Linked DNA regions of Mus musculus: regions 1, 2, 3, 4 and 5 are each linked to region 6. The links are chromatin contacts, called in public HiChIP or PLAC-seq, Micro-C and promoter capture Hi-C maps. All regions are on one chromosome and are shown on one strand. Each heading gives the region's core, a stretch centred on a gene start, on an enhancer-like site or on the middle of the called end of the contact. The rest is flanking DNA. Distances are from core to core; before and after follow the strand shown. Region 1 has its middle 83 kb from the start of Gm51411. Region 2 holds the start of Dpysl4 (dihydropyrimidinase-like 4). Region 3 holds the start of 9430038I01Rik (RIKEN cDNA 9430038I01 gene). Region 4 has its middle 190 kb from the start of 4930570E01Rik. Region 5 holds the start of Glrx3 (glutaredoxin 3). Region 6 holds the start of Tcerg1l (transcription elongation regulator 1-like).

What was found. Promoter capture Hi-C pulls out the DNA fragments that hold promoters and counts their contacts. Hi-C and Micro-C count contacts between places; a contact is called where the count stands out from the background. HiChIP or PLAC-seq counts read pairs in DNA pulled down with a chosen protein or histone mark.
Region 1: an H3K27ac HiChIP or PLAC-seq map of embryonic stem cells shows a contact between it and region 6, with 5 times the contacts expected there. The contact joins the enhancer-like site here to the promoter of Tcerg1l in region 6. A contact is called at or near these places in 7 of 39 promoter capture datasets (the 3T3-L1 cell line, 3T3-L1-derived adipocytes, cranial neural crest and 4 more) and 9 of 115 datasets of contacts at active chromatin or transcription factors (embryonic basal ganglia, embryonic forebrain, embryonic hindbrain and 5 more).
Region 2: a contact with region 6 is called in a promoter capture Hi-C map of liver, with 3 times the contacts expected there. The contact joins the promoter of Dpysl4 here to the promoter of Tcerg1l in region 6. A contact is called at or near these places in 2 of 39 promoter capture datasets (the C10 cell line and liver) and 1 of 484 Hi-C or Micro-C datasets (embryonic stem cells).
Region 3: a contact with region 6 is called in a Micro-C map of embryonic stem cells, with 8 times the contacts expected there. The contact joins the promoter of 9430038I01Rik here to the promoter of Tcerg1l in region 6. A contact is called at or near these places in 1 of 39 promoter capture datasets (embryonic stem cells), 2 of 484 Hi-C or Micro-C datasets (embryonic stem cells and forebrain) and 2 of 115 datasets of contacts at active chromatin or transcription factors (bone marrow-derived macrophages and embryonic forebrain).
Region 4: an H3K4me3 HiChIP or PLAC-seq map of stem cell-derived neural progenitor cells shows a contact between it and region 6, with 4 times the contacts expected there. The contact joins the enhancer-like site here to the promoter of Tcerg1l in region 6. A contact is called at or near these places in 8 of 39 promoter capture datasets (3T3-L1-derived adipocytes, the C10 cell line, the HPC-7 cell line and 5 more), 1 of 484 Hi-C or Micro-C datasets (cerebellar granule neurons), 10 of 115 datasets of contacts at active chromatin or transcription factors (VIP interneurons, astrocytes, embryonic basal ganglia and 6 more) and 1 of 9 other capture datasets (embryonic stem cells).
Region 5: a contact with region 6 is called in an H3K4me3 HiChIP or PLAC-seq map of neural tube, with 5 times the contacts expected there. The contact joins the promoter of Glrx3 here to the promoter of Tcerg1l in region 6. A contact is called at or near these places in 4 of 115 datasets of contacts at active chromatin or transcription factors (astrocytes, embryonic stem cells and neural tube).

The regions. Positions count from the first base shown.
Region 1 is chr7:137,568,630-137,572,771 of GRCm38.p6, forward strand. No RefSeq gene overlaps it. Among named protein-coding and RNA genes, the nearest start is that of Gm51411, 83 kb to the right of the region's middle. Within about 2 kb of position 1,767, at least 10 of the 459 cell types and tissues checked have an H3K27ac peak or open chromatin away from gene starts, as enhancers often do. A contact at or near this core is called in embryonic stem cells, where this site is marked.
Region 2 is chr7:139,084,489-139,088,401 of GRCm38.p6, forward strand. Dpysl4 (dihydropyrimidinase-like 4) reads left to right here and starts at 1,513. Exons shown (of 14, transcript NM_011993.4): 1 at 1,513-1,673. The coding sequence starts at 1,635.
Region 3 is chr7:137,409,432-137,413,291 of GRCm38.p6, forward strand. 9430038I01Rik (RIKEN cDNA 9430038I01 gene) reads right to left here and starts at 1,325. Exons shown (of 4, transcript NM_029886.2): 1 at 1,209-1,325. The coding sequence starts at 1,277.
Region 4 is chr7:137,840,339-137,844,443 of GRCm38.p6, forward strand. No RefSeq gene overlaps it. Among named protein-coding and RNA genes, the nearest start is that of 4930570E01Rik, 190 kb to the left of the region's middle. Within about 2 kb of position 1,308, at least 5 of the 459 cell types and tissues checked have an H3K27ac peak or open chromatin away from gene starts, as enhancers often do. A contact at or near this core is called in stem cell-derived neural progenitor cells, where this site is marked.
Region 5 is chr7:137,435,950-137,439,570 of GRCm38.p6, forward strand. Glrx3 (glutaredoxin 3) reads left to right here and starts at 1,624. Exons shown (of 11, transcript NM_023140.5): 1 at 1,624-1,822. The coding sequence starts at 1,725.
Region 6 is chr7:138,395,296-138,399,263 of GRCm38.p6, forward strand. It overlaps Tcerg1l (transcription elongation regulator 1-like), which reads right to left and starts at 2,435. Exons shown (of 12, transcript NM_183289.3): 1 at 2,026-2,435. The coding sequence starts at 2,358.

The sequences.
Region 1 (4,142 bases), core at 517-3,016, 830 kb before region 6:
TCCTGTGCAGATCTCAGTCCTCTGTTTGTTGCCCCCAGTCTCCAATACCCACAGAACCATCCTTGGCTAGAGTGTTAGCTACTCCAAGGTCTACAAATTGGGGGATCGTCACAAACATGAGAGAACCAGCCCCCACAAAGTCAAGTGTGGTCAGCAAGGCTGCTGCTATCCAACAGAGGAAGTCTAAAAGGAAGATAGTCTGGCAGGTACCTAATACCTGCTGCACCCATGATGAGCAACATTCTGAGTCTTAGGGAAGACAAGGATCTCTGACTTCAGAGGAATCCAACATGCCCCATGCAGATGACTTCAGCTTTAGATGGCCCAGGAAGGAGGTGGCGCCAAATGTCACCATCATTGTTACTTGTGCTTTGCCCTTTTATCTTTTAGTAGCTTTCAGTAGTATGTTGATGGGCAGCTTTTAAGAAGCTTTGTGGATTTACTTCTCATTCTGCTTCTAACATTTACCTAATTGCATTTGTGTATTTTTGTACAAGCTTTGTCACTAGCAAGAAAACAGACGACTTGGACGACTGTGGCTTGAAAATGCAATGCCCCCCAGAGACTTGTGTGTTTGAACACACAGTCTCTTGCTCATGGTGTTGTGTGTGGAATTTGTGAGCCCCTTAGGAAGTGGAGTCTTAACTGGAGGAAGTAGCTCAATGGAGGTGGGCCTTCCGGATTTATAGGCAGGTTCCACTTTCTTTTCTCTCTCTACTTCCTGACTGCTGCTGCAGTGTGACCAGTTGAGCTTACACTTCTGTCTTTCCCGACATGATGGACATGATCCTCTGGAACTGTAAGCCAGAATAAATCTTCCATTAAGTTGTTTTGGCTTGAGTGTTTTCTCATAGCAACTGAAGGAAAACTAAGACAATGACTCAAAGCCAGGCCTCTCTCCAACCCTAGTAGCTTTTTGAGGAGAAAGAGGGCGGAACACATAGACATACAGATCCACTTAATGAAAAGTCCTAGATTTATGGGCCTTTGAAAGGCATATTTTGTAAATCCCTTTACTGGGAACTGAAGTGAAAATAGAGGAGACTCCGAAGACTCCTGTTAGATCAACAGCAGAGCCGGGGACCAGGAAGGAGCAGAAGTCTACCTTTGACCTGCTTTTCCCCCGTGACATCAATTGGTCATTTGAAAAAGAACCTCCCCTGGAAGGAAGTGCTTTTCCTGGTACTTTCCTCAGGAAAAAGAGAGGCAATGGCAAGCCCAGCCCTCTGGTGTTCTGATAGACAGGGGTAATTGAGATATGAGACGCGCATAGGTGTCCTATTCTCATTATCCTGAGGCCAGAGTCACCTGGTCTCTGAGAATTTCCAGGGTACCTCAAGGCATCAGACATCTACTGAAAACATACTCAGGACCACAATCCTTCCATCTCAACTGGCCATGACCTCCAGAGGTCACACATCTGTCCTAGGAGCTACATGCATTTCCTCTCTTCCACATGGCAATGGACCCAGAGTCATGCCACAGTTGGGATATGAACTCTCACAGGGTCAAGTACACCAACATCTTCTTTAAATAATAAGAAGATTCACATATGCATGTCATCCTGCCTTCTGGCCCCATGTTACTTCATGTACAGCTCCATAGACATTTGTAGCCTCCCTCAGCCTTGAGCAGGCTGGCTCAGACCTGTTCTGCCACTGTGAACAAGACCAACTAGGGTGGAGTCTTCTGACCTAGATAGGTCTATTGTTCTGCCACCTGTGCTCTTCTCCAAGCAGCCACTACCTGCTGAGAGGCTGAAACCTTTCTTCCTGAGATAAGCAACACCCTGGACCAAGTGCTGGAAGGCTGGCGACAAAGCATCAAAAGCCTGGTGTTGTGGGGGATGGGCCTTCCCCCTTTATAAGCTCAGACTCTTAAGTAAACATTGGGCCTTGATCAGAAAATTTTGTCTTGGTCTCATTATTTCTCTTGCCGTCAATTCTCCATATAGCCCCAGCCTACCTTTCAAGAACCTGGTTTGTGTGGCCACAGACAGCCACAGACATTAGCCTCTCAGGCAAAAGACCACAAGAGGTCTCCAGGCCCAGAGTACTTCCCAGATAGTGGTATTTTAGATGTTGGTTCAGCACTCCTCAAAGCTTATGGAGTAGGGATACGGTATCCTGGAAGGAGTTTTGGGATGGGGTGGGGGTGGGGGAGGGTCAATCACAGCATTAGAAAGATAAATCATTTTGAACAGGTACCAGATCCTTTTAAAAGGTGGTGGAGCCATCTAATCCTCATCTGGGGTCCCTAGAAGGAAACCTTAAGACAAATACTTGAGTGCTGAGCTTGTGCCAGGAATATGATTCCAAGAAGTACTTGCTGAGAGGGGAGGAGACAGCAGGACAGTGAGCTGGGATTAGATAAAATAATACAGCGTCACTAGTAGTTAATTGCAGACAACAATGCTTAATGGGAAGCTCTGACATCCCACAGAAAGTATAGAGTCTAAAGCCACATACCCGGAGACAAAGGAATGTGGGTCCTTGTGTTGTTTAGTTAGTTAGTAGCAGAAGAATTCCCTAGGGAGATGAATGAGATCAAGGATTGTTGGGAAACACAGCTATTAAAGACTCAGTCTACCATGACCAAGGTTGGTACAAAATGGAGGACCTCTTTTTTCAGTGGGGCTTCTTCTTCTCCACTTGACCTTATCTGAGGAGTCTGACCCCACATCCTCTACCTGAGGAATGTCGCATAGTCCTTGGTGAAATCATAGGTTCAACTCCCTTTCCCCTGGAGGGGAAGGCCCTGCCTAACAAGCACCTGGAGTTCCTCTCCATGCAAATGAGGTATTCCCAGTACCTTAAGCCTCAGCCAATGAACATTCACCCCAAAAAAGAACCTCTTCCCACTCTCCAAGGTTTATATAGCCCTTGTTCACACTGAATAACGAATCCAAGCTTTCACCAGATATTGTCTAAGAGAGCTGTTTCACTGAATATCACCCATAAGAGCTGTAGCACTGAAATCCTTGGAGAAGACCTTCTCCTACCCGAGGCTCCACTCCATCCTCTTACCCTGATCACCCCGAGGGAGGAAGCAGAACTCAGAACCACAAAGTATGCCCTGGTGTCAGAAATAGCCCTTAGGTAAGGGGATAGAGGCTCCAAAACTGGATATAGGGCTGAAAGACAGAAATCCAGACATTGCCTGGCTTCCCCCAATGTCTACAGTGTTCAATGATGGCCAAAGAGGCCATGGTCACCGGTACCCATCAAAACGCCAAAATAACCCCCATGAAGCCAAGTAGGAGATGAAGAGACTTCATAATACTTCACTATATCAATGAAGTGGGGAGGACACCAAATAGGTTTGTGGTGGCAGCTGCATCTTGGCCTCCCTCTGACTGTCCCCTCAGGGCAGAACAGAAAGCCCACCTCATCAGACCCACTTCCTGTCATCAGGCTGAGTGACATCTCTGACTCAAAGATATCATTGCTTATAAACAAAATGGTTCAGGAGATCTACAAAAGCACACACTGGGGCAAACATGTACACCCCCATTTCTCTAAGTGGCTTTATGTCAGTCACGATGGTGTGACTTAATCTCTGAGACTGCAGGCGTTCTCTGTTTGGGGTTGAATTGTGTCTTCTGAGAATTCAGGTGTATACCTTCTAACTTTGGCACCTCAGAGTGTGACTGTGCTTAGAGATGAGTATCCTCCTAAGAAGAGAATCACACAGAAGGAAGAACAGGTGGGGATATATGGAGCACATGGGGACAAACACTGTCTACTAGCCAAGGTGTCTTAGTTTGGGTTTCTAGTGCTATGAAGAGACACCATGACCATAGCAACTCTTTTAAAGGAAAGCATTTCACAGGAACTGGCTTAGAATTCAGAGTGTAGCTCTCACTGGGAGAGTGTCAGAATAAGCCTTCACCATGACCCCTAGCAGTTGCCATTCAGGGCTGGACTGCAGCATGAAGCAAGGGCAAACTACTCAAGGGGAAGAAGTAACTGGTCTCTCATGGTGACTGTGCACCTTAAGTGAATATACCTACTGCATGTGTACATGCTCAGGGTGAGACGTCAGCACTGATTGGAACTGCCACTGTATCCCAACAGCTGGAAACTTTGATTGCTCGCGTGCGTGCGTGCCTGCCTGCCTGTCTGTGTTTAAGGTCAACAATG
Region 2 (3,913 bases), core at 263-2,762, 690 kb after region 6:
TTTTGTTTAAAATCCATCCATCACTGTAGACTCCACAATGACAACAATTAATGTCCTGTGGGGTTAAGGGGTGTGTCTGAGAACACCTCTGGCTTGTTCCAAATCCTTAACCTCGGCTTTAGAATAGGCTGTCCTTGCTGGTCCTTAGACCCTCTTCTTACATCATGGTCCAGCATGGATGCATCATGGTCCAGCATGGATGCATCATGGTCCAGCATGGATGCATCATGGTCCAGCATGGATGCATCATGGTCCAGCATGGATGCTGCCACAGCACTTGGAGTAGACACCAGCTTCACAGCTCTTGCCCTGCCTTCTGGGAGTGGGGTGGAAGTTGTGTCCTGAGGGCAAGTCGCCAGGGTTCTTCAGGACAGTTGGTGCCTCTGGCCTGGCCCAACGCTTTCAGCACCCTCTGTTTATGGACAGCATCAGTACAGAAAGGCTTATGTGGGCTCCGAGGGGGCCCAAGAGGTTGCAGCACTGCCCCATTCCACATGCAGGCCTCATGCTAGGGGTTGGGGTCACCTGGCTGCAAATATCCTACTCCCACTGTGATAGCCGGCCCTACCCTGCATGTCTGTGAAGCCTCTGGCTGGGCTTAAGCTTGGTGTTTTCTTCTGCTGTGCGGAGGATGTCTTGGAAAATAAGAGCTATCGATGGATGCACCACCCGACAGCCTGAAGAAGTCCTCAGGTTGGTGAGCTACACCAGGAACCACAGGGCCCCCAAAGAGCCAGGCAGAGATGATCCAGCCAACGCAACCTGTCCCTGGGGCCTGCCCAATGTGGCCCCAGTCTGCAGGCCTCAGCAGGTAAAGGAAGTAGGACTCAGGTTTGGGGCAGGAAGCTTGGCTAGCTATCGGTCCTGGTCCCACCTGGATTTCTCTACAGAGTCTCCTCTTCGGTCTTCCCTGGCAGTGTCCAGTCCAGCCCTTTCATCTTTGTCTTGGTTGTTTCTCTCTGCCACTTCAATGACTACCCACCTCCTACCTTAGACTGGTGTGACCTGCCAAGGAACAGTTTGGCCTAGGCATCACCACTCCCTAGTCCCGCGGTCACACCAGGCTAGGGGATTGCGCTCCAACCCGGAACCATTCCTTGAATATGTATGGATTCTGCTAGAGATGCTAGGCTAGATTTTGGCTCCTCCACCTAGATGTGAGAATTAGTTTTGAACCCTGGAGCCTAGGATGCCTCGGGCCACCACAGAACAAGGCTAGGTGCGGCCAGGCTGGCCAGGTAACTCTTCTCCTGTCATTCCCTGATTGCAAACTTCATAAGTGATGGTCCTGACAGGTCGTAAGTCATCCTTCTCTACTCCGCACAGGTGGACCGGGGTGCAGTGGTCCCAGCCTGTGGCCTCCAGGATGCTCTTGGGGAAGGGAGGGAGAGAGGGAAGGAAAAGAAAAGGAAAAGGGAAAGATTTCCAAGCAAACCAGCACAAACGGGAGCAAGGGGGAGGGGCCCGGATGCAAATGACGGTCGGTGGGCGGGGCCTGGATGCAAATAAGCTAATCGGAGCCCAGAGCCGGGCTAGCTCACACTCGGACTTCCTAAGCTCCGCGCGTGTCCTCGTCGGTACGTCCACGCCCGCGCAGCCCCTACCGAGGACACTCAGCCCGCCCGTGTATCAGGATGTCCTTCCAAGGCAAGAAGAGCATTCCCCGGATAACGGTGAGTCGGGCCCCCGCCCTCGCTGCGTCTGCGCCCCTTGCCCACGGCGGGAGTGGCTTGGCTTGCACGCTCAACGGACGACCCTCCCGGCCCTGTCCGTGAGTCCCACACCTGCTCCAGTCCCCAGCCCAGCGCCACCTTTTCTGCCCTCTCCTTCGCGCGCCGCCAGCAGCGGAGAGAGCTCTCCAGGCCGCGCGGAACCCTTTGCGCAGTCGGCGCACAGGCCCGCGGCCCCGCCAGCTCTCCGGAATCCGGTGATCCGCTTGGAGAGGCCGGGTACGCGAGCGGCCTGCTAGCCGGAGCATAGGTGGCCGGCCTCCTGCTGGGTCTAGCGTGTGGCGGATGGGGTTCAAGTGGACATTGCCTGGAGCTCTGTCTCCAGGACGCCCGGCGGACACAGCCTTTGTTGGCCCCGGGGCCTCAAGGCACTCGGACGTCCGAAGCTGCTCCCAGAGCAGCCCGTGGCCGTCTACCCCCTGGGCGCGCCGCTTTCGTGTCTCTAGCGCTTTGTCCGAGACAAAGCGATTTAGCCCTGGCTAGTAGATCTGATGTCCCTGGAGGCCCCGAGCCCCTGCACGAAGCCGGGTTCGGAGACTCCACGGAGAGGTGAGTACTAACTGACCACTGAAACCAACATCCCTACAGAGCCCCCTTTCAGAACAGACCTCCTCAATACAGACACGCAGAAAGTGAGAGGTCAGTGTGTCCACCCTGCCGGCCAGGAAACAAAGCCTTCCCAATGGGGCTGCTGGAAGCCTCGGGGGAAGGGAAAGGGAGCTGGGATCAGCTGGACCAGGTCGCGGGCTCCGGGAGGTCTTTAAAAAGCTCTAGACTTGTTCTCATCATAAGAGCTCTGGAGTCTAATCAGGCTGTTGGAGAGGTCAGCTCCCTAGCCTTCTACGGGGAGTCCTCTTCTCCTATTAGAGGAACCAAAAGTAGTTCCTGCCTTTTGGCTGCCTACTGTTCCTAGGGGTCCAGGCCTGAGGGAAAAGTCCCACCAGCTAGCTGGCAGTGAGTAGAGATGGAGGTAGCAGTCTCCTGCCTAGTCAAGCAGTGTTCATGAAAAGAGAGAGGGCTCACTGGAATTCCCATTCATCTAGATAGTGTATATCACAGTATTGCTTGCTCCCCCAAATCCGGGGAACCCCAGAGTGCAAATTCTGGTGCCTGAAAATAGGAGTCTAAATAAGGACCCCCAGAACTCAAGATTTCTGGCTCAGAGATTCCTCCTAAGGGCTGAGTTATCCTAGATTTTTCTGATAATGGCTAGGCAGAGAGGGGAAGAGGAGGGGTGTGGTCCTGAGTACCAGCCCCACGAAGTGGGTGGCTGTGGTAGGCCTTTGTAGATACCAATGCTCAGTGAGACTGGTTAGTGAGCACTCAGACATTTGGAGAGAGTTTGTAAAAGAGCTGCAGCCATGCTAAGTAGAGTCAGCAAGCTACTTCCACGACGGGCCAGATGGGAAGTCCATTCAGCTTGGGGGCCATGCCATGTCTATCTTGCTTGAGGACTCCTGGGCAGGGTGATTTCATGGACAGGAATGGACCTATGAACCTCATCCCTAGATGCTGCAATGTGGATTTCACAAAACGTTTACAAGTCATTCTTTTCGTCGTTTCCCCCAACCAGCTTAAAAATCGTGTGTGGGTAGGGGGCTGGGTGATGTAGGCTGGGCTTAGTTGCCAGGCCTTTGGAAGACTGTGTGGTAATGACAGAATAGGAGAACCCTGAGAATTCAGCCCAACACTAGGCAGTTGGTCAAAACAGTGGAGTATACAAAGGGCTCCCTGTCGTCCTTGTAGGCTGATAAGGCTCTGCTTGGCACTCTCTCAGCTGGTTCTCCTGGCCTCACACTGGTGTATAACAGGGCTGAAGCTGGCCTGGAGGTCTGGCTTGGCTGCCACATGGGCCACAGGAATTTGGGGCATGTAGCCAGGTTTTCTTGTTCAATGAGGAGTAGTTTCCCTGGCTAGTTCACAGGAAGAGTTGGGGCTCATAATGGGTAGGAAAGGGGCAGCCACAGGTTTCTTCTGCATCTACCCCTCTGTTCCTTGTGTGTCTCCACTATTTTCCACCAAAGCTAGGCCATTGATTCTGAGGCCCATGCGAGAGTTTCATCTGCAAGTCTCCCTTTCTGCCTGACTCCTCCCTCCGGGCTGGTCTTCGAAGTGTCTGTCCTATGGATCCTAAGCATTGGAACCAATCAGTTTGATACTCTGCCTCCAATTTTGCTGAGGTT
Region 3 (3,860 bases), core at 75-2,574, 990 kb before region 6:
GCAGCACTTGGCACAGCCAGCTTAGCCTACCCAAAGACTTCCACCTTCCCTTAAAGGAATGCTTAACTTCCCCTTGCCTTCTCCCCAGGTTTGGGGCAGGAAGTTAGGTGTCTTCTACAGACTAAGCACCTGGGCTTTCATAGTGCTCCATTTATAGGCTTGGCAGATATGGAACCGGTCTACAGAGACCTGTCTCTTAACCAACTATCAGACTATTCAAACAATGGATTCCAAAGAAATGGTAATTTCTCCAGGAATCTCACGCCAGCGTCCCAGAGCGGCGGCTTCGAGGGGGGGGGGGTAACTTGTCTCAAAGAAAGATTTCACACAGTTCTGTCAGACCCCTTCACAAGATGACACTGAAGGTGTGGGAGTGGTGGCTCACGCCTTTAATCCCAGCACTTGGGAGGCAGAAGCAGGTGAATTTCTGAGTTTGAGGCCAGGCTGGTCTACAGAGTGAATTCCAAGACAGCCAGGGCTACACGGAGAAAGACACTCCCCGCCCCCCCCCCCCCCAAAAAAAAGGACACTGAAGCCTAGACAATGCTAGCCAGACTATACTTTTTTTTTTTTTTTTTTTTTTTTTGGTTTTTCGAGACAGGGTTTCTCTGTGTAGCCCTGGATGACCTGGAACTCACTTTGTAGACCAGGTTGGCCTCGAACTCAGAAATCCGCCTGCCTCTGCCTCCCGAGTGCTGGGATTAAAGGCGTGCGCCACCACTCCCGGCTCAGACTATACTTTTGACACGGACTTCTTAGATATTCTTGGCTCTCTATTTCAATTTTAGTCTCACTTCGGGACTCCTGAGTCAGACTAGGAGTGATTTCCTCAATCGCTTTGTTCCTCTTCGACTAGGTGTTTTAAATCTTTTCCCGCTTTCCAATTTTAACTTGGCTCTTTCAGTTTGTTTATGAGGATAGATCGCCAGAGCGGACTTGTGGCGCAAGTTGTGATCCATGAACTCCATAACACTCAGAATACTACAGCTTAAGTCAAGGGAGCACATAGCTCCTCATCTTTGCGCAAGCGCAGCGGGAGGGGCGGGACTGTCCTCTGCCTAGCTCCACCCAGGCCCCGCCCCTGGCCCCGCCTCGGCAGCAGGCTTACGACGTCCAGCCCGCCGGTCATCCGGAAGGACCTCGCCCCGGGCGCCCGCGCGCCAGCTAGGACGCCACCTCCCTCTGCCCACGCCCTGCCCGGAGCTTACCGCGTCCCCTGCCGCTGGCAGCTCCTCCGTCCTCCGCCGTCTCCAGCGGCCCGACGCCAGGCTGTCCATGCGGCTTCACGTACCGCCTCTCAGGCCACTCGGAGGCGGGAACCACTCGACCACGTGTCTGGAGAAGCCAATGAGGAGGCGTGGGGCGTAGCCTAGACTCCACTGACTGCCCTCGCAGAGGGGCTGCAGGCAGGAGTAGCCGAAACCCGAATCTCCTACGGCCTGAAGTGCGGGTAATTCTTCCAGCAGCCACAGGTCGATGCCTCGCAAGCCCAAGCCGTGAGTGGCTTGTCGATTCTCGGTTCACAAAGTCAGTCCCAAAGGGCGTTTGTTTAGGATTTGCCACCCTTCGGCAACCCTTGGTCCGCGGGAGGCACGCCCTCCTCTCCTTCCTTGTGATTGGTTACTGAGTCCTGATAAGTAGATCCACGGACCAATCGGCACGCCTGAGGCTGCGCTGGGCGTTGTCTTTGGGAGTTGCAGTCTGACAGCTATCAGTTTTGCTCTATGGTACAAGAGAACTCGAATTCTCAACCTGGCCTAGTGGGCAGAGTCCTGCTGTGATTTTGCTGGCGGGTCGAGAGCATACACAGGAACACCGTGACCTGGGGCAGGGACAGCCACAGGCGTCGGGGATACGGAGTGGCTCTCGGCCTGGCTTTACGGAAAACTACACACTTGACTTCTCAGAAGCTATGCCAGGGTTCCTGCTGCAGCTTGAATAGGCTCTCCCTCTCCTCCCTCCCTCCAGGGCCCACCGCAAAGTTCTGAACTGTTCTCTACCAAAGCTCCCAGACCCCCATGCTTTATTGACGAATTAAATTAGAGCCAGTTCTTTGGCAGTGATTGTCTAGCAGTGGGCCTGTGAACTGGTTTGAACCAGTGGGAAGTAGAGAAGCTGCTTGGAGCAGAGACCGTAAGATCCCCTTTTCCAGTTCCAGTGTAGTGTTAGCTTCCTGGGACGATGGCAGCCTTCACATCACGAGGACAGCTAGTGGCAATGCTAGTGGGAAGTGAAGTTTAACACGAGATGGATTGTCGCAATCTCGTGTCACACACCCTTCCTACCTGGTGTATCTTTGGAATTATGAATCTATTGAATTTTTTAAAAGGCTTGGCAGTGTGTCTTGGTGTTGGAGTGCTTCCCTAGTGTGTTAACTGGGTGTTGTCTAGAGGAACCAAACAGGGTCTTAAAGACAGGAAGGTAGATGGAGGAAGGAGGATCAGAAATTCAAAAGTCAGAGGCTTGTGAAATGGCTCAGCGGGTAAGAGCACTGACTGTTCTTCCAAAGGTCCTGAGTTCAAATCCCAGCAACCACATGGTGGCTCACAACTACCCAAAATGAGATCTCATAATGAGAGCCGACACCCTCTTCTGGTGCGTCTGAAGACAGCTACAGTGGTACTTAATAAAATGAATAAATCTTTGGGCCAGAGCAAGCAGGGACTGAGCAAGCAGAGTTGACCTGAGCAAGTGGGGCAACCAGAGCAAGCAGAGGTCCTAAAAATTCAATTCCCAACCACCATATGGAGGCTCACAGCCAGCTGTACATGTACTCATATACATAAAATAAATAAATAAATCTTTAAAAAAAAGAAATTCAAAAGTCATCATCATAGTGAGGTGGAGGTTAGTCTGGGCTACTAGAAACTGTCTTAAAAACAAAACAGGGGCCTGGAGATATGGCTCAGCAGTTAAGAGCACTGACTGCTCTTATAGAGGAACTGAGTTCAATTCCCAGCAACCACATGGTAGCTCACAACCATCTGTAATGGAGTCCAATGCACTCTTCTGGTGTGTGTCTAAAGACAGCTGCAGTGTACTTGTATAAATAAACATAAATAAATCTTTAAAACAGAACAAAACAGGGCTTGGTTTGTTGGTGTACACCTTTAATTCCAGCATTTGGGATGCAGAGACAGGCAGATCTCTGTGAGTTCCAGGCCAGCTTGGTCTGCATAGAGAGTTCTAGCCAACCAGGGTTACGTAGAAAGACATTGTTTCAAAACAAAATAAACAAACAAAAACCATGGCCTGGAGAGATGGTTTATTGATTACCAGCATCTATTGCTCTTGCAGAGTGCATGTGTTCAGTTTCCCCAACCTATGCCATCTGACTCACAATTGCCTAAAACTCCAGGGGATTCAACATCTTGGGCTGGCACTCACATACATGCCCCTCAAAAATTTGGAGTTAAAATATATCTTTCTATAAAAAAAATAAGAAAAACAGCATGAGAGAATACCAAGTTGATCAAGATCCCTTTCCTGTAGGCTGTAAATCTTGTCAGCTCACTGCAGTTTGACTTTCTGCTGATCTCTCAGAGGGTCGGATCTACAGATAAGTTACTTAAGTGTCTGGAATCCTGGACTGTTTCAGGAGCAGCTCCAATTTTTTTTTTTTTTTTTTAGGTTTTTCGAGACAGGGTTTCTATGTGTAGCCCTGGCTGTCCTGGAACTCACTCTGTAGACCAGGCTGGCCTCGAACTCAGAAATCCGCCTGCCTCTGCCTCCCAAGTGCTAGGATTAAAGGCGTGTGCCACCACGCCCGGCTGAGCAGCTCCATTTTGAGACTGCTCTTTTTTCTTTAAAAAATGCTTGAGCTAACTCCAGAACCATTTCCCCACATCCTTAGCCCATGA
Region 4 (4,105 bases), core at 58-2,557, 560 kb before region 6:
CAGGACAGAACCATTTCTCGTCAAGGTTACAGGTGCAGCATAGCCCAAACCTTGAGAAACAGAGGTTTAATCCTAAGCAACAAGGAGCTGAGCTGTCTTTACTACAAGGTGGCTCTCAAGTCTAAGATGGAGGCAGACTGGTTCATCAAAGTCAGGCAGGAAGACTGATGGAGGATGATCGCATTAATGTGAACTGGGACTTTAACACCAAGACAATGCTAACCTTCAAGGGAGGGAGGGGTATGGGAGAGGAGGGGAGGGGAGGGGAGGGGAGAAAGGGGAAAGGGAAGGGAGGGGAGGGGAGAGTGGGACAGAGCTGTGACTCAAAGGGCATCCAGGCAGTGTCTGGGCTGGGGTACTGACCATGGGCCGCTGCATGAAGCTATGCCCCTGTGGTACTCATTTTACAATAGTACAGCTAGAAGGCTTCGTAAGGAATTCCACAGAGACTCACTGTGCAGGATCCACATAAGGGACAAGGAGGGGTGAGAAGCCACCTTGAGTGGGTCAGGCCAAACCTACTGTCTTGGGAGTAAGCTTCTCCATCTCAGAAGGTGAATGGCTGAGCACTCTATAGGATGGACAGACTACAGCTGCTTTGGGAGGATGACCTGGTCCCAATGCCCAGGGCTGAGCTCCACCCCCAGCCCCTCTCCAACCCCACCCCTCCCTGGCAGCCCTTACATCAGCTTACCCCTGTCCCTCTGAGGATCTCTCCTTGCTTGGGTATTAGCAGAAAAGAGGGGAAAAAGGTCTGATACAATGCTGCTAATTACATTAAGAAGTAAATGCAAAACAAACAAACAAACAAACACAAACAAGGGAGCAACACAGCATCACTAGGGCGTGGTTAGTGAAGCAGACTCTGGGATGTAGAACTCTGCAAATGAGGTCAAGGGAGGTCAAGAAAGGTCAAGTACATTTCCCTAAATGACTTTTGCTTCCTTGAAAAGACCCTTTGGAGAAGGAATCTTAAAGGGGCAGGACACCATTCTTGGAACTAGTTTAATTCACCGATAATGCTGTTTCAAAGGGAAAACATTTCTCTAGCACAGAGCTAAATGCAGAAACCCGTAAGTCAGGCCTAACAACGAGAGACGTGAATAAAATATATAAATGTTTAATAATGGTGCGGATAAGCCAGACAGAGATTTCCTGAAACAGGGCAAGCACTGATCATTTGTAGATTACTTTGAATAAGGGTCAATTTTTGTTTTAAGGAAAACAGCTGAAATGTTAAATATTTATGAGGCTGAGTCACTGCTGCAGGGGGCGGTTGTGGTCCACGCTGACGGTCCAGGAGCAGGCTGCTGAATCACACACTGTGATGTCTCCTATTCTTCAGGGCTATTAGAGGGGGTCAAGGACAGTATAAGATCATTTATCATCTAGGGAAAAAATAACACCAAATGTAGATTTTTCTCCGAATCGACCCAGACTGAAAGAGGGGATTTACAAAGCCCGGTGCTGGAGTCACCATGTAAATTGCTCCTATCAGTTTGTTTGGATGAACTTAAGCCACAGTGAGCCCTTCCTCTGGCTGTAAAAGGGGATAATGACCCTCTCTGCTGCTGGTTTTCTCATTAAAGCACCATAAATCTGGGAGAGGCAAAAATTCTGTCAACTGTTCCCTGCCAGTTCCATAGCTGGAAAGTGCCTCTCCATTCCTTTTCCCGTAGTTCAGGAACCTGGAGGGGCTTTTGGCAACTCTATCAAGTTCTTTCCTGTGTCATGAGGAGTTTGGGATGGAGAGATAAGTAGTTTAGAATGTGCCTAAGGGGAATCAGATGGCATGCACCTTTGTATATATTGTGGACACATAAATACAGGACACCCCTGTATCTTGTGCATTTACATAAGCAGGTTTAAATGTATTTGTGTGTCATATTCATAAATCCAAGGTATACATATAAATATGCATATTACATGCAATTCTGTATTACACATATATTTATAAGACATACATTATATATTCAGGTATCCATATATATATGGATACCTGAATTTGCAGACACAGGCAAGTATGTGTGCAACTGCATGCTCATTCACGTTTTTTACTGGGCACAGTATGGATGGCACAGTATGGTATTACCTCTAGACAGCAGTGATATTTGTGTTGTTAGCTATGGGATACCCAGATTCTGTTGGCACTGTGATGCTTAAGTCTTATATGGCCTTCTTCAGAGGGCACACTCTGGGCTGATGTTCTCTCTCTCTCTCTCTCTCTCTCTCTCTCTCTCTCTCTCTCTTCCTTCCTCCCCTTCTCTCTTTTTCTCTCGCTCCATTTTTTTGAAGCAGGGTTTCTTTGTTTAGCTCTGGCTCTCCTACAACTTTCTCTGTAGACTAGGCTGGTCTCAAACTCAGAGATTCACCTGCCTCTGCTTCCCAGCTGCTATGATTAACGCCACCACAGCTCAGCTGGCGTTCTCTTAATCGGCGAGAAACTGCCATTTCCTGATGCACTGGGAGCCACTGGTTTTCTTGAAGAGGCTGATGGCTGCCAGGGCTCAGCCCTAAACATTACATAGCAGTGTCCACAAGATTATATAAGTGAAGCTCATAGCAACTCTCTTGGCAAGACCCTAATCTACAGAAAATGTGCTGACCTGGTTAGAAGAGTTTCCTAACCCACATGTGACCCTGGGAGGTCCCTCTTTCTTTTTAATCCTGGAGATCTGTATCTGTATCTGTATCTGTATCTGTATCTGTATCTGTATCTGTATCTGTATCTGTATCTGTATCTGTATCTGTATCTGTATCTGTATCTGTATCTGTATCTGTATCTGTATCTGTATCTTTCTTACTGCAGAGATCAGAGCTGTGTAGGTTCTGAGGATGCTGCTGCCCCTGGTGGGCTGTATGTGCTTGATGCTTTCAACATAACTTAACCGTCTTGTAAGAAGCCTGGTGGCCTCGAGATCTTGATTCTTTACCCACCAAGGCTTCCTTGGTGATGGGCATATGTTGGCTGACATCTCCATGTGTCCACAAGAGACTTCACCTAAGAGCCCTTGGTCTCTCAAATGATTTTAAGATGGTTGTCCTGCATTCTGGGGATGTGTGGTAGTTTGGTGGAGTTGGAACTTTTCTAGGGAACTCTTTTGTGATACTCGGGTGGTTTGAATATGTGTGGCCCAGGGAGCCACACTCTTTGGATGTGTGGCCTTATTGCTGTATGTGTGGTTTTGTTGAAGGAAGTGTGTCACTCTGGTAGTGGGCTTTGAAGTTCCTATGCTCAGGCTCTGCACAGTGTGTAATGAGAGCCTCCTCCTGGCTGTCTGTAGAAGATCCTGGCTGCCTTTGGATTAAGATGTAGAACTCTTGACTCTGCCATCACCATGTCTGCCTGCACGCTGCCATGCTTCCTGCCATGACGATAATGGACTGAACCTCTGAAACTGTAAGCCAGTTCCAATGAAATGTTGTCCTTTATAAGAGTGCCTTGGTCATGGTGTCTGCTCACAGCAATAAAACCCTAGCTAGGACAGACACTGAGGTTCTCACTGCCTCCCCAAGAGTTTCTGAAGATCCAGATTTTCTCAGCCTTGGCCTTGTGAGCTCCTTTGCTCTGTCTACGTCCAGGATCTGTTCACACTTGAGCTTCTTTCTTTCTCTGCCTCTTCCCCTGAAGCTCAAGGGACAAGACTGGCTTGTTCCTAGGCCAGGATGGACTCTGACCTGGTGTACTGGCTAGTTTTGTGTCAACTTGACACAGCTGGAGTTATCACAGAGAAAGGAGCTTCAGTTGAGGAAATGCCTCCATGAGATCCATATGTAAGGCATTTTCCCAATTAGTGATCAAGGGGGAAAGGCCCCTTGTGGGTGGGACCATCTCTGGGCTGGTAGTCTTGATTCTATAAGAGAGCAGGCTGAGCAAGCCAGGGGAAGCCAGCCAGTAAAGGACACCCCTCCATGGCCTCTGCATCAGCTCCTGCTTCCTGACCTGCTTGAGGTCCAGTCCTGACTTCCTTGGTGATGAACAGCAGTATGGAAGTGTAAGCCGAATAAACCCTTTCCTCCCCAACTTGCTTCTTGGTCACGATGTTTGTGCAGGAATAGAAACCATGACTAAGCCACCTGGTGAACCCTCCCAAGTTGAGCCTCC
Region 5 (3,621 bases), core at 374-2,873, 960 kb before region 6:
GTCTTAGTTAGGGTTTTACTGCTGTGAACAGACACCATGACCAAGTCAATTCTTTTTTTTTTTAAAGATTTATTTATTTATTTATTATATGTAAGTACACTGTAGCTGTCTTCAGACACACCAGAAGAGGGCATCAGATCTCATTAAGGATGGTTGTGAGCCACCATGTGGTTGCTAGGATTTGAACTCAGGACCTTTGGAAGAGCGGTCAGTGCTCTTAACCGCCGAGCCATCTCTCCAGCCCCGACCAAGTCAATTCTTATAAAGGACAACATTTAATTGGGGCTGGCTTACAGGTTCAGAGGTTCAGTCCATTATCACCAAGGTGGGAGCATAGCAGCATCCAGGCAGATGTGGGGCTGGAGGAGCTGAGAGTTCCACCACTTGTTCCAAAGGCAGCCAGGAGGAGACTGGCTTCCAGGGAGCTAGGATGAGGGCCTTAAAGCACACACCCACAGTGACACACCTACTCCAATAGGGCCACACCTTCTAATAGTGCCACTCCCTGGGCTGAGCATATACAACCCATCGCACCTTGCAAACCTGTAATACAATACTATAATCAGGATGTTAATGTCCGCGTGTGACCCTGATGTCTTTCTGAGGTTTCTATGGCTTTATTGGTATTGGCGTATGTTTATTTTCTTACAGTCCTAAGTTTGGGGTTCTGCCCCCCCCCCCCCCAGCCAAGAAGCAGAACAATTTGTCCTGTTGCATTTGGAGCACTGTGATCCACATTTTTAGTAGGGGTGTTTCTCAAGATGTGTGTGACACAGCTTCCAGGGCTTTTGTAATCATAGGAGCAGGGCTGCCAATAGGATACAGGAGTGGCCACCGCAAGCAACTCTCCTGTGTTCTTTAAAATGGCTCAGTGAGCAGAGGTAAAAGGACATATTTAATTCCCAATCGATCGAAAATATTTCAATCTGTAATCTGTTACTGTTACTCAGGCTGGCCTGGAACTCACTGTAGAGCCCAGGCTGGACTCAAACTTAAGGAACTTCCTGCCTTAGCATGGGAAAGAGTGTGGAGAAGATACCACTGGCGAGTCACTGCCCGTACAGGGAAGCTTCTAGTAAGAGGGTCATGGAGGCTGGGCCTGGGTGGGAAGGTGCAGGAACTCTAAAAAGGAGCCTAACGGTTCTTAGAGGCAATGGGGCGAGCCATTTAGGTCTTGTGTCAAGGCTGCAACGGCTAACAGGTGTCACAGAGTTGTACTGAAGGTTGATTATGGGGTTCTGAGGGCACCTCTAGAAGAGTTCGAGTTTCCTCCAGGACTGAGGTACAAGGACTATCAGGGTTGTGCTCAGACACTATTGTTTTTTTAGTCTTAAGACTTCCTAGTTCATCTTTATGCAGCTTCATGTGAGATTTCAGCTTGCCAATGTTCTATTCTGACTTCACTCTAATTTACAATACACACATACTTACATCCCTTCCTATTACAGGTTTCTGAGCTCCAGAGCTACAACAGCCAGGGGCCAAGGCATCTAGCTAGTTAGCACACCAATACAAAGCAAGGAGGCTCCGCTAGCCCAACCCAGAGCCTCCCAGTTCTCCCAGTCCGAGGGCGTGACCTTCAGTGCCGGAGGGCGTGGCATAGTGTGTCAGGGGTGGGCCCCCGATCTCAGCGGGCGTGGCTTCCCCGTGCGCAGCCTCCTCGCGTGTCCGTCCGGCCCTATCGAGCCTCCGGCGCTCGACTGCTGGTGTCTGGCGGAGACAGCATGGCGGCGGGGGCGGCCGAGGCAGGCGAGGCAGCCGTGGCAGTGGTGGAAGTCGGCTCTGCCCAGCAGTTTGAAGAGCTACTGCGCCTCAAAACCAAGTACGCGGGGGCGGCGAGAGGGCCCGGGGACCAGAGGGCGGCGGGCCGGGGGGTCACGGGACTTGGGGGCGGCTTCCCAACGCGGCACGTCCGGAGCTGAGCTCGTGGTCCAACGGCGGCCCTACTTGGGCCGCGGCGGTAGCCCCTCCTAGGGAAGCGGCCCGCGGCGGCCCGCGTGCACAATGGACCTGCCCTCCGGAGACCCGCATGTGGCGCCTCCTGAAGGAAGCCTTGGCTGGCGACCAGCCTGCAGGCCCAGCTAGGGTCCCGGGCTTTCCTGAACCACCAGCCGGCTAAGGGAGGGTCTGCGGCGGCCGGGTGCGCGCGCCTCGCCTTTGGCCAAGCCTTCCTGAGGCCAGCCCTGGGGATGCGTGGGAAACCAGGACCTCGGCGCTCTAGGATGCTGCCCTGCCTTGATCTGCATGCAGAGTGGTGAGGGAGGGGTTTCAGGGCCCACTGCCGGGGATCCCCAACCTCTCCTTAGCCCCTTATGTGCTTGTAATCCTGGGGCAAGTTTCCTAACCTCCCCTTCGGCTTCCTCCCGGGTGAATGGACCGGTTCTGTTAAAGCTCTGTTTTGTGGTTGGCGTACCGGAAGCTCTCTCCACTAATGTGGGGGCCTTGGTATCCTCACTGAGCAGAGTGGGCAGGTGGCAGATTGACTGGCTGACATCTGCTACTCCATACAGTATGGAGGAGAATTACAATAGCTCATTCAGAGGCTGGCAGTGTAGCTAGTGCTTAATACACAAGAAACCCTGAGTTCAACTTCTAGCACCGAAAACAACAACTCATCTTCATCAACAACAAAACCAGTCCTTTCCAACCCTTTCGCATTTCAGGTTTACTTGATTTTAAATTTTTTTCCCCCCAAAGAAAAGAAAAAGGGAGAATGAGAGTAACATTAAGTAGAAGCTGACTTCTGATGGATCCAGCCAGGTCGTTTACCAGGCGTTTCGGAGGACGTCAGAGATGGCCTCCTGAAGTGATGAGGGCTTGTGTGGACATGTCCTGAAAAGCTTGAACTTAAATCGTCTGAGAAGATTCTTTTATGTGTGTGTGTTTCACATGCTTAGTTTGTCTTTATGTTTCATGTGTTAAACAGGCCTTAGTGGGTAAAAGTTAGCATGCCATTTATTCTGCAAGTTCAAGGTCAGTTTGATCTTCATAGTGAGTTTCAGGCTAGCCAGAGGTATATAAGGAGACCCTATTGTAAAAAATCAGGAAACAAACATTTCTTTCCTCTCAAGGGGGGTGGGGGGCAAGACAAGAACAGCAACAAACCGCAAACCCATCTGCATGTATTCTTGTCACTGGTGTCTGCCTGAGATGACTCGGGAGACAGTGTTCCCGTCTGCAGTGACTGTTCAGAATGGGTCATGGGAAATGCTGTGTGACACCTGGGGAGTGACACCTGGGGAAGGATAGGAAGCCATCAAGAATACTAAATACGGGCTGGCGAGATGGCTCAGTGGGTAAGAGCACCCGACTGCTCTTCCAAAGGTCCGAAGTTCAAATCCCAGCAACCACATGGTGGCTCACAACCACCCATAATGAGACCTGATGCCCTCTTCTGGAGTGTCTGAAGACAGCTACAGTGTACAGTGTATTTATAATAAATAAATAAATCTTTAAAAAAAAAAAAAGAATACTAAATAGCACTTGTGGGTGCAGCCATTTCCATGTCAAGGCTTTTCAGGGTTGGTGTGGGTTGAAGTCTACTTTTTTGTTTTATTATTATTTTTTCATCATTTTATGTGTATTGCTGTATCGCCTGCAAGCAGCTGTCCACCACAAGCA
Region 6 (3,968 bases), core at 1,185-3,684:
GAAATACCATGACCATTTATAAATTGCAAAGAAACTTGTGAAAATCGTATATATGGATCATCATAAAAATATCATTTCAGTCTCTTTGATTATAGGGAAAGAACTTCCAAGATAAGACCATGAGAGACTCAAAGGTACTTCCACAGTCCCTGGTTACACAGATACCTAGGTGAGCTAAGTAGGTCAGGAGGCAAGCCCTAAGGTCAGAAATCCTGGAGAGGGATTGGTGAGGAAAAAGCAGATGATGAGAGAGGAGAGAAAACAAAAGAGGGTGGGGAAGGAACCAGAAAGGTTTCAATGCATTCAGGACCTGTCAAAGGACTAACTTAAAAAAGAAAGGAAGGAAGGAAGGAAGGAAGGAAGGGAGGGAGGGAGGGAGGGAGGGAGGGAGGGAAGGAGGGAGGGAGGGAGGGAGAAGGGGAATGAAAAAAGAAAATGAAAAGATAAGGAGTTTCTGCCTTGGGCTGATGGGAAACCATGATGGGAGGGGCAAAGGCTGACTTTGGGGCCTTTTCTTTTGAATTCTCAGCCTCCAGTCATGGAGAGCACAGAGCTGTATCTCTGGCATCTCCTTCAGTGTGCTACTTTGCATCATTTCATTTGTCATTTTGAAACTATTTTAAGGAGTTAAGATTGTAACTTTTTGAAGGTTCGTTAAAACAGATTCTAGAGAAAAGAAAATTGGTGGAAGATCTCAGTGCAGAAAATAATACAGCCAGCACAGGAAGGGCACACAACCAAGTATGGGTCACCCACTAAACCACCCCAGTAATGCTGAGGTGGGGGAACACTCAGTGGCTACTGTTTCAAAGTCACATTTTTTGTTTGTTTGTTTGTTATATGTAAAAATAGCTTTCTGATTCTCCCTATCCTTATTTGGATAGTGAATAGCAGCAATATTCAAAAGACTAATGCTAAGATTTTTTTTCTGAAATTTTTTTTAAAAAAATTATTTATACAGGGTGTTTTTGGGGGATTTCTTGACATTATGTACCTCTAGTGGTAACACTCTGAAATGGCAACCCTCCTAAACATGGCAAAAGCTAGCAGAGCTTATCCAATAAAGCTGACTACTATGTGTATCACACATCAAGATAGGATGCCCAGTACAGCATGTATCTGCATCGTTAAGTCTAAGGAATAGCTTACGGGGAGTTTCATGACGTCTTGTAAAAAAAAGTCACAAGGTGGTACCGGGCTAAAATAATGAAAAGGTATATTGTGACAAAATGCTCATTTGAATGTGCTAATGGTATCCGTTTCGGCGTGAAATGCAAGCTATTCCTGCATTCAAACTCACTCGCACAGATAGTGAACGAGGAATTTGGCCGAAGCCAGGAGAAAGGTTGCACCACGACACCATCAATCAAAGGTGCAGTCACTTTTCTTTGCTGTTCCAGTCTCTGCATGCCAAACTCTTCTAAAGTAGGATCTGGCTTGAGGGAATTCAGAGGGCAGGAGAGGAATTCCCCACACAAGACGCTTTCATGGCAGGATTTCCAGGCTGCCTTCCGTGGCTGGAATTCTCTTAAGCACTGCCCTGAATCTATGTGAAGGAGTAGGGGGACCAGATCAGAATCAGAAATAGCTATTGATCTGCAGCTTGCTTTCAAGTCTGGTGGAGACTGTAAAAGTATTAACTTCGAGGCGATGGCAGCCACGGTTGTTGGCTGCAGCGCTCTGCTTGGAGGCAGCGACTTCAGGACCGCGTTCTGGACAGCGCCCGGCGCCGGGGAAAGTTGGGTCCAGGCTGTTTGGCTTCAGCCAGGGATGCGGGATCTAGGGCGGTCTAATGAGAGCCAGGGGAAAATATTGGGGAAAAAAAAAAAGACTGCCAAAGCAAAACCGGACGTCGAAGCATGAACTTTCTTGCCAATGTATGAATGCGCGGCTGCGTCCTGATGGTATGGAGAACCCAGGACAACCCAGGAACGGAGAAGAGCCAACCCGAGGGTCAGGGCAGCCCCAGGATAGGAAGGGACCCGCAATACCGAGCCTGGGTGGGATCAGGGCTGGAGCCGTTACCTGTCCGTGGAGCAGGGGATAATGGTGCACGGCGGCGTGGTCTGGCGCAGAGGACAGCGGCAGCAGGGGCAGCAGGGGCTCTCCCGGGGCTGGCCAGCCCGGCAGCCGCGGGAGCAACGGGGCGGAGGCAGGCTGCGCCGAGGCCAACAGCACCGGCGGGGGCGCGACCCCGGCGCCAAGCCGGAGCAGCCCGGCGGTGCCGGGGACCATCCAAACCCAGGGCGGTGGCGGTGGGTCTGCATTCATCGGCCACGGGAGAGGCTGCCGCCACCGGGGCTGCTGGGGCTGCTGTAGCTGCCGCCGCCGCCGCTGGAGCCTGGCGCCCGCCAGCATCCTACACCCCCGCGCGGGCGGCGGCGGGGGCGGCGGGCGCCCGAGGTGCGGGCCGGCGGCGGCGCGGGCTTCGGAGCGAACTCACTTGGTTGCGCGACGCGGCCGCTCGCTCCGCCCCTGGCCCGCTCTGGAGCCCCTCCTCCTGCCCGCGCCAGCCCCGGGCCTGGCGGGGCCCCAGTCCCCGCCCACAGATCCGGACCCCCGAGGCGGGGACACAGCGCGGCACGATGGGGTGCTCCCAACCCAGCCGGCTGATTTTTTTTCTACTGTGATCCCTAGCCCACTCCGTTGTCGCTACTGGTGGCCAATTGCTCTAGCTGACGGTGCGCACGGAGGGTCCAGGGGCTCCAGACCCCGCTTGCGATCCTAATGGCAAGCTGAAGCCGAGGTGGCTGCGCTGGAACCGGGCAGGTCCCGCCACTCGCGGAGCTGGCGGCCCCGGCGTGATCTACCTGATTTAAAGTGAGTCTAGGGCCCAGGGCCCAGAGGGAATACTAGACTGCAGACGTTGACGCCAGCTGAGTCCCGGACCCTTCTAGGCATGGGTCGATTTCTCTCTTGGATAAATATGCAAAATATTTTCCCAAGTCTCTAGAGGTTCACTGTGCCAGGAAACCCGAATTTTTAGTACTGGGTCTAAAGTCCTTTCTGGCTATCTGCTGGCTTCAGCGCCCTCCTTTGCCTCTGCTTTAACCCACAGACTCCCAACCTCTACCCTCTCTCTGATGCAAGGCACAACACAAGTGACTTCTTCTAGAGGGCTTGGCCTCGGTGAACTTGTTTTTAATCCCTCCGGGCACAGGACTGAGTTCCTTCATGCCTCGCCATAAGCTGCTGTGCCGCAAGAAGTGTCTGGGTCAAAGAATCTCTTGCTCCACTCGTTCCACGCGGAGCTTCCTTTCTCTAAGCCGGCGGAGCCAGGCTTCGCTCTGATCACAAGCAGTTTCCGCCAGGCGGCGCTGGTCCCAGCCCCTGTGCTGACCTAGCTTGCGCAGAACACTGGGTAGACTGGTCCAATGCCAGGTCTTCTCCATCAGATCCTCTGACATCAACTGGTAACGGCTTCCAGCCCCAGTCCAGTCCTAGACAGTTTGTGCCGGCGGCAGGGCACAGACTGTCACGTGCTAAAGAACCTGAAACCCTAGGCATCCAACTTCTGGTACCAAGCAGGAGCTTGCCAATGAAGCCTGCCTGACGGCGGGAAAGTGCAGTCCGCACAGCTACATCCAAAGACACACCTAGGTCAGGCACATACTCACCACCCTTCACCCCGTTCGCAGCCCCTCCTGGTAGAAATAGAAGCACCCACTTGGCTCCAATCAGTTTCTAGGTAGGGTTGCTTCCTCGTTTTCCTGGTTTGCCTACCTTTCTAACTTCCTCCTGACCTGTCACAATTTCTTTTTGTCTCAACATATGCTGATTTACATAGCTGGCACATCGCTACTTCTCTCCACCCAAACCACTTACAATTTGTGAGGTTTTCCCTTTCTTGGATGCCAAAGTACTGACAAGATTATTTCCCATGTAAAGCCCCAAAGCTTCGCAGATTGGAGCAGTGGTATCATCCACTGGAGGCTGCACTTCTGTATGTACACAGGTGATGTTATGTG